Regions from separate parts of the Zea mays genome. Here region 1 is linked to region 2. A link is a contact called in public Hi-C data. All regions are on one chromosome and are shown on one strand. Each heading gives the region's core, a stretch centred on a gene start, on an enhancer-like site or on the middle of the called end of the contact. The rest is flanking DNA. Distances are from core to core; before and after follow the strand shown.

Region 1 (4,237 bases), core at 86-2,585, 420 kb before region 2:
ATCACCAAGAACCTGCAGTTTCAGGAAATTTCATGGTTGTAAGTCCAGTTTTCACAGGTGAAATTTCAAAGTCAAGTCCACAAGCAGCATCTAGAACCAATGTTGGTCAAAACTAGGAGGAGGAAGTTCTACAATGTTATTAATAAATACAGTGCACTAGGTCAAACTTTAGTGGCTTGTAAATTTCAATGCCATCAACTCAGTTTACTTTTATAATCACTCCAAGTAACAGTCCAAGTGCCGATGTGAAATTAAACGAAGCTACTTAATAGGAACAATTAAGCTCGAGACAAGTTCAGGTCCTTAGTTAATCTCAGCCATTCCTTCTGAATCTACCGATTCTCCCTCCATCAATTACCATGACAAAAAATACAAGAAACCTAAGAAATTCATCAAGCAAAGGATATATGTGAAAAGGTCAATCGATTCGGATCCACAACTGCTTGCTTTGCTGTTGAAACAAACCAAAACCATCTTTTGTAAACAGCAGCCTACTTACCAAATTCACCGTCTAGAAAATAACTAACAAAATACCAGTAGTCCAGTACCAAATACTAATCACACACTTTTTTTGGCAGTTAGATGTTGGAAAGAGTGATTACCGTGAAGAGAAGAAGGGAGACAGCGATTTGAAACGCCTGCTGAACAAGGACGCCCCTGACGACCGTCGACCTGGAAACGATGTTCTTGGCCTCCTCCTCCCCCTTGGGATGGAGCCTGTAGTCGTCCATCCCGAGCCCGTCCAGGACGACGTAGAGCCCCGAGTAGAGCCAGTACACCGCAATCGGCACGAAGGTGCCCAGCAGCTCGTCGGAGACCGCAAATGCCATCGCCACTTGAGCGCGCCCTGCGACCGTCAGCAGGCGCGCGAGCACCGAGACGTTAGCCAGCGGCTGATTAGGCTAGCTAAACGAATGATAGAACAGACGAATCTTGAACCCAATCGACCGCAATGTCATCGCATTACGACCGAAGAGGCGAACGCTAACAGGAGATACGCCGCAAATGCGCAGAGGATTCCCCATGCCAGTGACCTCGCGAAAGCAATTCGCAGAGGAGAACGCGACGAATCAGGGCGGATCTCGTTCTTACCAGGAAAGACGACGAAGAAGCTTAGCCTCCGGCGGTTCCTTCTCCTGGCTCTGTGTCTGTGTCCTGTCCCGAACAGGGCAAGAAAGAAGCGCCTTTTTGCCGGATTGCGTTGCCTCTGCTCCGAGATGGATGAAATGGGATGGGATGAGTTGGCCGCCTAGTCCGGCGAGTACTTATAGCTGGGCAGCAAGCGCAATGTTTGTGGTCTGTGAGAAGACCGGCGAGATTTTTACTTGTCTCCGGTCACCTTGGCTGGGCAGGCTGGCTGGCTTCAGTTCCGTCCAGGCGTGAGGGGGGGGGGGGGGGACGAGGAGGAGAGAACTGGAGAAGGCTGAAGGCTAGTCGCGCACACCGCACGCCTCTGCGCGTTGCTGTTTGCCTGTTTTGACTATTTCGGAAGCGTCTTTTCGGCGGACCGGAGCCGCACTCGTGCTTGGCTGCTGGTTTCACCAAGATGTCATACTTTTAAAAGGCGGTCAATATTATCTAAAAACTATATGTTTACTTCATTAAAAAAATATCTCAACATGTAACGATTACATTGTACAAGTAAAGAAAGTAGCAAAAAAAACTATTTAAAAATGTAAGTATTATAAGTATACTTAATTTGGAATAAAGTTAGTAGTCCGTTGCTGCTGCTACCTGCATGCTGGTGGTGGTCAATGGAGCTGGGCGGTTGAAGTGGTCGCTGCTGAAGTGCTGATACAAGGTCTAACCCTAGCAGCGATAAGAAAATGGAACCTGTGCTGGGCACACAGGATTGCAGGATTTGAGAACGGATTCTCTGCAGTCTGCACGACCCACGGGCCAGGGGATGCACATGCGTCGCTTCGCAAAATATTCCTGAGGAAGAAAAAAAAAAGTTTAAACCTGCTGTTGGAACTTATATAAAAATGTGTAAATCTTCTTTGCAAAAAAAGATAAAATTAAATTAAAGTTCGGATGTTTGAACTGTTGCAGCATCAATTTAGATAAAAATACTATAAAACCCGTAGAAATCGGTACGGATTAAAGTTAAACGAACAGGCTATCTGCTAGTAAAATATTGCCACTAATAAATAGCATACATACGAAAAAAAGAAATGTAATGGTAGGAAGACTTGGAGTTTCATAAAGTTCTCGTTGCACTAGATGTACTTTTTAAAACTATTTTTATGAAAAAAAACACGTTTTTTAATAGGAAATCTTTCTTAGGGAAAAAAAGAGTACATGACAGAGCTACAGAATGACGGTTGGGCGTATTCTGAACATTCGTTTTTTTTAGTTCGTGAAGACCGACTCGGCCACCTTGTTTTCGCAAAACTTCCGTCTCTAGGCACTTGAACATTCTTTCGTCAAGCTAGCTTGTTTGTTTGGGCTTTTTGGAGCCTGTGACTACCAAAAGCTGCTGCGAATTGTCAAACGCTTAGCTTTTCAGTCAGCTTCTACAAAATTCGTTTAGGTAAAAATCATTCAAAATCAACATAAACACATAATCGGTTGAGTCGTTGCAATAGTAGGAATCCGTCACTTTCTACATCCTGAGTCCTATGGACACCTTTATCTTCCTCCGCGCATAATTCTAATGATACTCAGATTCTCTACACAGTCAGATTCTTCCTACAGCTAGATTCTCAGAAAAGCTGGTCAGAAAAAAGCTGAACGAAACAGATCCAGAATTCTCTGTGCAGCTGCATGGATATCTTTGGATACGAAATACTTTGATACATACTAGTGTAAGTACAATTGTATACTATTTGGCATACGGGCTTCAGTTTGCGCGTTGGATTTTTTTGCCAGCACGAGATGCATACCTTGTTCCCTTTTTTAAAAAATAAATAAAAATAAAGTAGACGCAGATATAGTAGTGAGTGCGAATCAGTGCTGTGCATACTGGTCAACTTCTGTACGTGTTCAGAAAATAATTGCATCGCTTCGTATGTTGAAAAATAGTCCCGCCCGGTGTTCTGTGTTTGTTTTTATAAATCAGAAGTCTTCGAGGAGGCTGGGAGCTGAATTTGGTGAAATATGGGGGGATAGAAACGGAACACACATGGATTAATCTAATCATACTGTAGAAAGGCGACCTGGAAAAGGAAATGAAATATCCAAAAGCCATCCATTCTAGACCCGTACGGCGACCGGAAGGCTTGAGCGCTTGACCAGATGGCCCGGCCCTCGTCTCTTGACCTACGTGCTCGTTCTCCTGGTGCTCACCGTTGGTCAGCAATGGCGTAGTTAAATATTGCAAGAAAATGTACTGAAACAAGACAACAGAGGGTCTACCGTCTGACTGTTTCAATCTGTTGCAGCTACGTACAGGTGCTAATATTTCAAATTAGACGTCTTGGCTTCAGGAGTATTTGTTTAGAATTATAATCTGATGTCCAACAGATTTTAAAGTTCAAATTTTGTTGGATTATATAATCTGGACAGATTATAATCCCCAATATGCACACTTACACCAACCAGTAAACAGACGCGGTGCATGAAGCATGGCAATATGTAAACCTCCATTCACAAAATGAAACGAGCTTCAAGCATAGCAAGAGAGATGCAGCAGCATAAATACATAATTCAACAGCATAGACCAGCAGGTCTTCTTGATAACGAAGAGTACCATTCATCCAGTGAAGGATATTTAAGAAAATACAGAGTCGAAGCCAAGGTAAAACGGCAGTTGCAGTTATAGAGACGAACATCATGTCTTCTTAGTCTGGCTAAGGCTTTTCAACAGAGCTAGCCATGATCACTCATCACCGATATACTGGACCACCAGAAAACGAATAGAGTGACGAAACTGGCGCACCGGAGCCACCAACCCTTGCTGAGATAGGCCTAACGCTTGTTTCAGCATAAGCAGGGTTATTCTCGTAAGCAGTTGTAAGGTAGGCTGAATGAGGGGGGTCCACAGCACGGTTAGCAAGTCGATCATAACGGTAGAGTTCCTCCACACGATCTGCTCTAGCAGTGATCCCCGCACGATCAGCAATTTCCCGTGGACGGTACAGCTCCTCCACATGAGCACCACGAATCCGGTAGAGATCATCCAAGCGGTCTGGTCGAGCAGAGGCTTCCACTGGCAGTGCTGTGTGATCACTAATGATTGGATCTCTAGCGGTTATGTTTGCCACAATTCTGTCTGCATACCTGAAAAGTAAAGAAT
Region 2 (3,676 bases), core at 151-2,650:
TGTGAAAAATTAAAATACGAGTAGTAAATCATTATATTTGTAGAGTAGTCCGGGACGTCATTTTTATGGAGCTCTGCCACTGCTCTTTGCCGAGTGTGGCACTCGGCGAATTCTTTGCCTTTCTCCGGTAGAGCCTCTCCTGTAAATAGCGTCTTTCTCCTGTCCAAATATTTTAATGGTAACTTTCTTTGTGCTCACTCGGTTCTAGATTTTAAGGTACGGGAAGATCATATACGTTAGCAACGTTTGCTGGCTGGCTCAAAACTTGATGTCCAGGAGGATGGGGCTCTTTATTTACACTTTTCTAGATGAGCCTGCACTGCACCCCGGCAGCATGACTAGGATAGCACTACACACGATGAAGCATGACAGTAGCAGCTCATGTCTTGTTATATATATATGAAATTATTCAGAGAAAAGATCCGTACTAGTTTATTGTTCTTCTGATCTCTTCCTTCTCCGAAAGAACGATCTGATCTTTTCTCCCATTGGAGGGCTCGGGAACGTACCGCAAGCATTGAGCGAGCGCCGAGTGGAATTAAGCTGGGGCGGAAGCCTGAAGGGGACTGGGAGGAGAGCAGAGCAGCCGCAGCGACGAGTGCGCGTCGCGAGCGAGAGAGTCCGCGGCCCTCTCCCCTCCCCGAGAATATCTGCAGGCGACGACGACGACGAAGCGCGTGCAGTGGCGGCGAGAGCGACGCGAGATGCGCGCACTGCCCGCGAAATGGCCAGCCCGAGACCTCGCGATCGGCGCGCGCACCAGCACTGCGCTGCGCTCGTGCGCACGGACGTGCCGTCGCGAGCGAGCGTGGCCGGCTGTCTGAGCGGCGTTGACCCCCCCGCCCCGCCCGCGCGGTGCTCGACCGGCGAGCAGGGACCGATACGCTGTCCCTGTCGCGACACGTACCGATCGTCCGTGGGCCGTGGGCGCGGCCGGCGAGATGATGCGTGGGTCAACGATGTGGGAGGCTTGCAGCGCCCGCTCGCTTGTTTTCGTCTCCACGCTCGAGTGACACGAGGATTATTATTGCGTTGCGTCCATGTATGTACTCAATCCTTCGATCGCTGCGTCGCTGTAGCTAGCCTGGCTCGTAGGGGCTGGACCTGGACCTGGAAGATGAGAGCGGAGATGAACGGAACAGGAAGGCTGGATGTACCAGGTCTCTGTTCGGCTGTCACAGCGCACTATGGTTGCATTGCATCTCGGTGGAGATATATATATGATCTGACTTTATGCTTTCGAGTAAACACACTTTTGTGGAGAACAGTACCGAGTCATCGATACGCGTGGCACGTCCTTGTATCAGAAGAACGAAAAGGGCCGAGTCCAACTACTCCTTCCTACGCCTATCCAGTTTAGAGCATATCCCGATAACAGTCCGGTCCAACAACAACTACACCTCTCCCCGATAAACACCTACAATTTTTTTGGGCCGTAGAGGCCTTCCGGGCCACCTTGGAATCAGAGCTCTGCGTCCTTGTTTCGGGCCTCACGAGCTCGCGTCTCCACTCACAATTCTCTTTTTCGCTGTGGGCAAGCCGCGAGCCGCCTGATACACTGATACTCGTCTTTAATCCAGCCAATACGAGGTGGTCCACCATCAAATGTCTACAATCAATCATCAGACACGATATCACACGAGCGGAACCGTCGAGGCGCCGCTACGCTCGTTGTTTTCTTATAACCCCCCTATAATCATCAAATGTCCTTAATCCACCTTGGATACGTTCTCATTATTTATAACCCCCTATAAGGGCTAGTTTAGAACCACATTTTCCCAAGCGATTTTCACATTCCTAAGGAAAATTAGTTCATTTTTTTTAGAAAATAGAAATTTTATAGAAAAATGGTCTTCCCAAACTAGCCCTAAGTTGTTTTCTTAAATTGCTTGGATAGTATCAAAAGTAGTACTTCTTCCTTCGTCCTTACTAATTGTGATTTGCCAAAACCATTTATACAAAAAAATGTTATTATATTAAAACTAAAAGCTAGGGCACTTTGTTATCATGAAATAATCAACATTAATACTGTAGAAACTGTTGATGTACCTCGATATATACCTTGGCCACTAGCTTGTTACATATGAATGTGTGAATAATCTCACAAACATAGTATCCACACAGATCGCTCTCCTTTACCCGTGTCAAACACGGAAATCAAACGTTATGGCTTATTATTAGCAAATAACTTGCTAGGTGTGCGAGCTTCAAATGTATATATAGGAAAGTTCGGTCTAATCTTAAGAGTTTCCTTTAGTTCGGGCTGTTTTCGCGTAGCTGCCTCCATGCCTTGCATAATGGAAATGTCAAGTCCTTGATGCATGCATGATTTACTTATTTAGAGATTTAGAGAGTTGTGGTTCGAACGGTAAGAGTTACTCATTAAGAATGTCCACTATTTCTTGTAAGCCTTGGAATGGCTTTATCAACGACTCAAGGATATGTGCGGCGCTATTCTCCATTGGGATGACCAGAAGCATCCTGTGAAAGTTGTAGAAAGGTTATAAAAATAGAGAGTAAATTAGAATACACGTTTATTTAGCCAGAAAAGATATGGCTACGAAAAGATAATGGGCATTAACTTAAAGTTGTAAGGAATAAGTATATATTGTATATAATCTTTCTTCTGAAAAAACGTGAGCAAACTTTTTAGTATGTTTGCACGATAGTCCTAAATTACATTTTGGTTAATAACCACCACTAAGCCGATATTGAAAATCCCTTCTTTACAACATCGTTAGATTTCAATCCTTCATGAAACAAAGTAGGTAAAAATAAACTTTAGGTAGCATTGAATATATATAGAGAGAGGTTTGCTAGTATTTGTGTTGGACACCAAAATGAGCGGACGGTCCGGCCCATGGGCCCGGACGGTCCGCGTGTCCCGAGATTAGATTAACTCGGATGTTTATCCTTATCTCGTGCGTGGTTATCCATCTAATCACGTGAGAGTTTGTTGGCTATCTCTTAGGAAAAGGTCCAGACCTCCTCCCCTATAAATATAAAGGGGTACGGCCGATTGAGAACCCCCGAACACATTCCAATCGAACCAATTACCTTATTTACTTTTCCTGCCCTAGGAGTAGATGTAGCATAGTTCTAGTTGTAGTCTTCCACATATCCACCTCCACCCCTATTCGACTCTACGTCGTCTAGATCCGTCTTGGGTGGCCTGCCGATCCCAAGACGACCCTAGGATCTCACCCCTCCCGGGGGCAAGATCTAGTTGTCCATCCAAGGCTTCTTCCTCGATTTGATCTCTTAATTCCTAGGCGACTCCACGTCGTCTGGGGACGCCCCGGGTGACCTGTCGACCCGAAGCACCTTAAGATCTTTCCCCCCAGGGGACGAGATCTAGATTCCAGCAAGGAGGAGGAAGACGACCCTCTCGCCAGACCGTCGGTGTGACGCAGGGAAGACACAGCTCCTGCGCCCAGGTCGCGGACCGTCCGGCCCAAGGCTGCGGCCCAAGTGATGCTAAAGGTTTTGTCAAAGTTCTATTGTGCTGCTCCTTTGCAGTAGAAAATTGTGCTGCTCTATAGAGGTGTAGGCTGTAGAACAGCGAAAATGATCCTTTCTCGGCTTCCAATAACTAGAGAAAGTCCTGGCCCAACAGTGTCATCTGGTTCAGCCGAACGGGTGCAGACGGCTATAAAAAAAACCCAGGCCGTCAGGG

What was found. Hi-C and Micro-C count contacts between places; a contact is called where the count stands out from the background.
Region 1: a Hi-C map of ear shows a contact between it and region 2, with 4 times the contacts expected there. The contact joins the promoter of LOC100282881 here to the enhancer-like site in region 2. A contact is called at or near these places in 2 of 25 Hi-C or Micro-C datasets (ear and tassel).

What each region holds. Positions count from the first base shown.
Region 1 is chr9:6,144,046-6,148,282 of Zm-B73-REFERENCE-NAM-5.0, reverse strand. It overlaps LOC100282881 (protein SUR2), which reads right to left and starts at 1,335. Exons shown (of 3, transcript NM_001155787.2): 1 at 1,093-1,335; 2 at 603-847; 3 at 1-12. The coding sequence starts at 830. LOC100276316 reads right to left here. Exons shown (of 5, transcript NM_001150132.2): 5 at 3,646-4,221. The coding sequence ends at 3,828.
Region 2 is chr9:5,727,780-5,731,455 of Zm-B73-REFERENCE-NAM-5.0, reverse strand. No RefSeq gene overlaps it. Among protein-coding and RNA genes, the nearest start is that of LOC118473265, 51 kb to the left of the region's middle. Within about 2 kb of position 1,400, at least 20 of the 20 cell types and tissues checked have an H3K27ac peak or open chromatin away from gene starts, as enhancers often do. A contact at or near this core is called in ear and tassel, where this site is marked.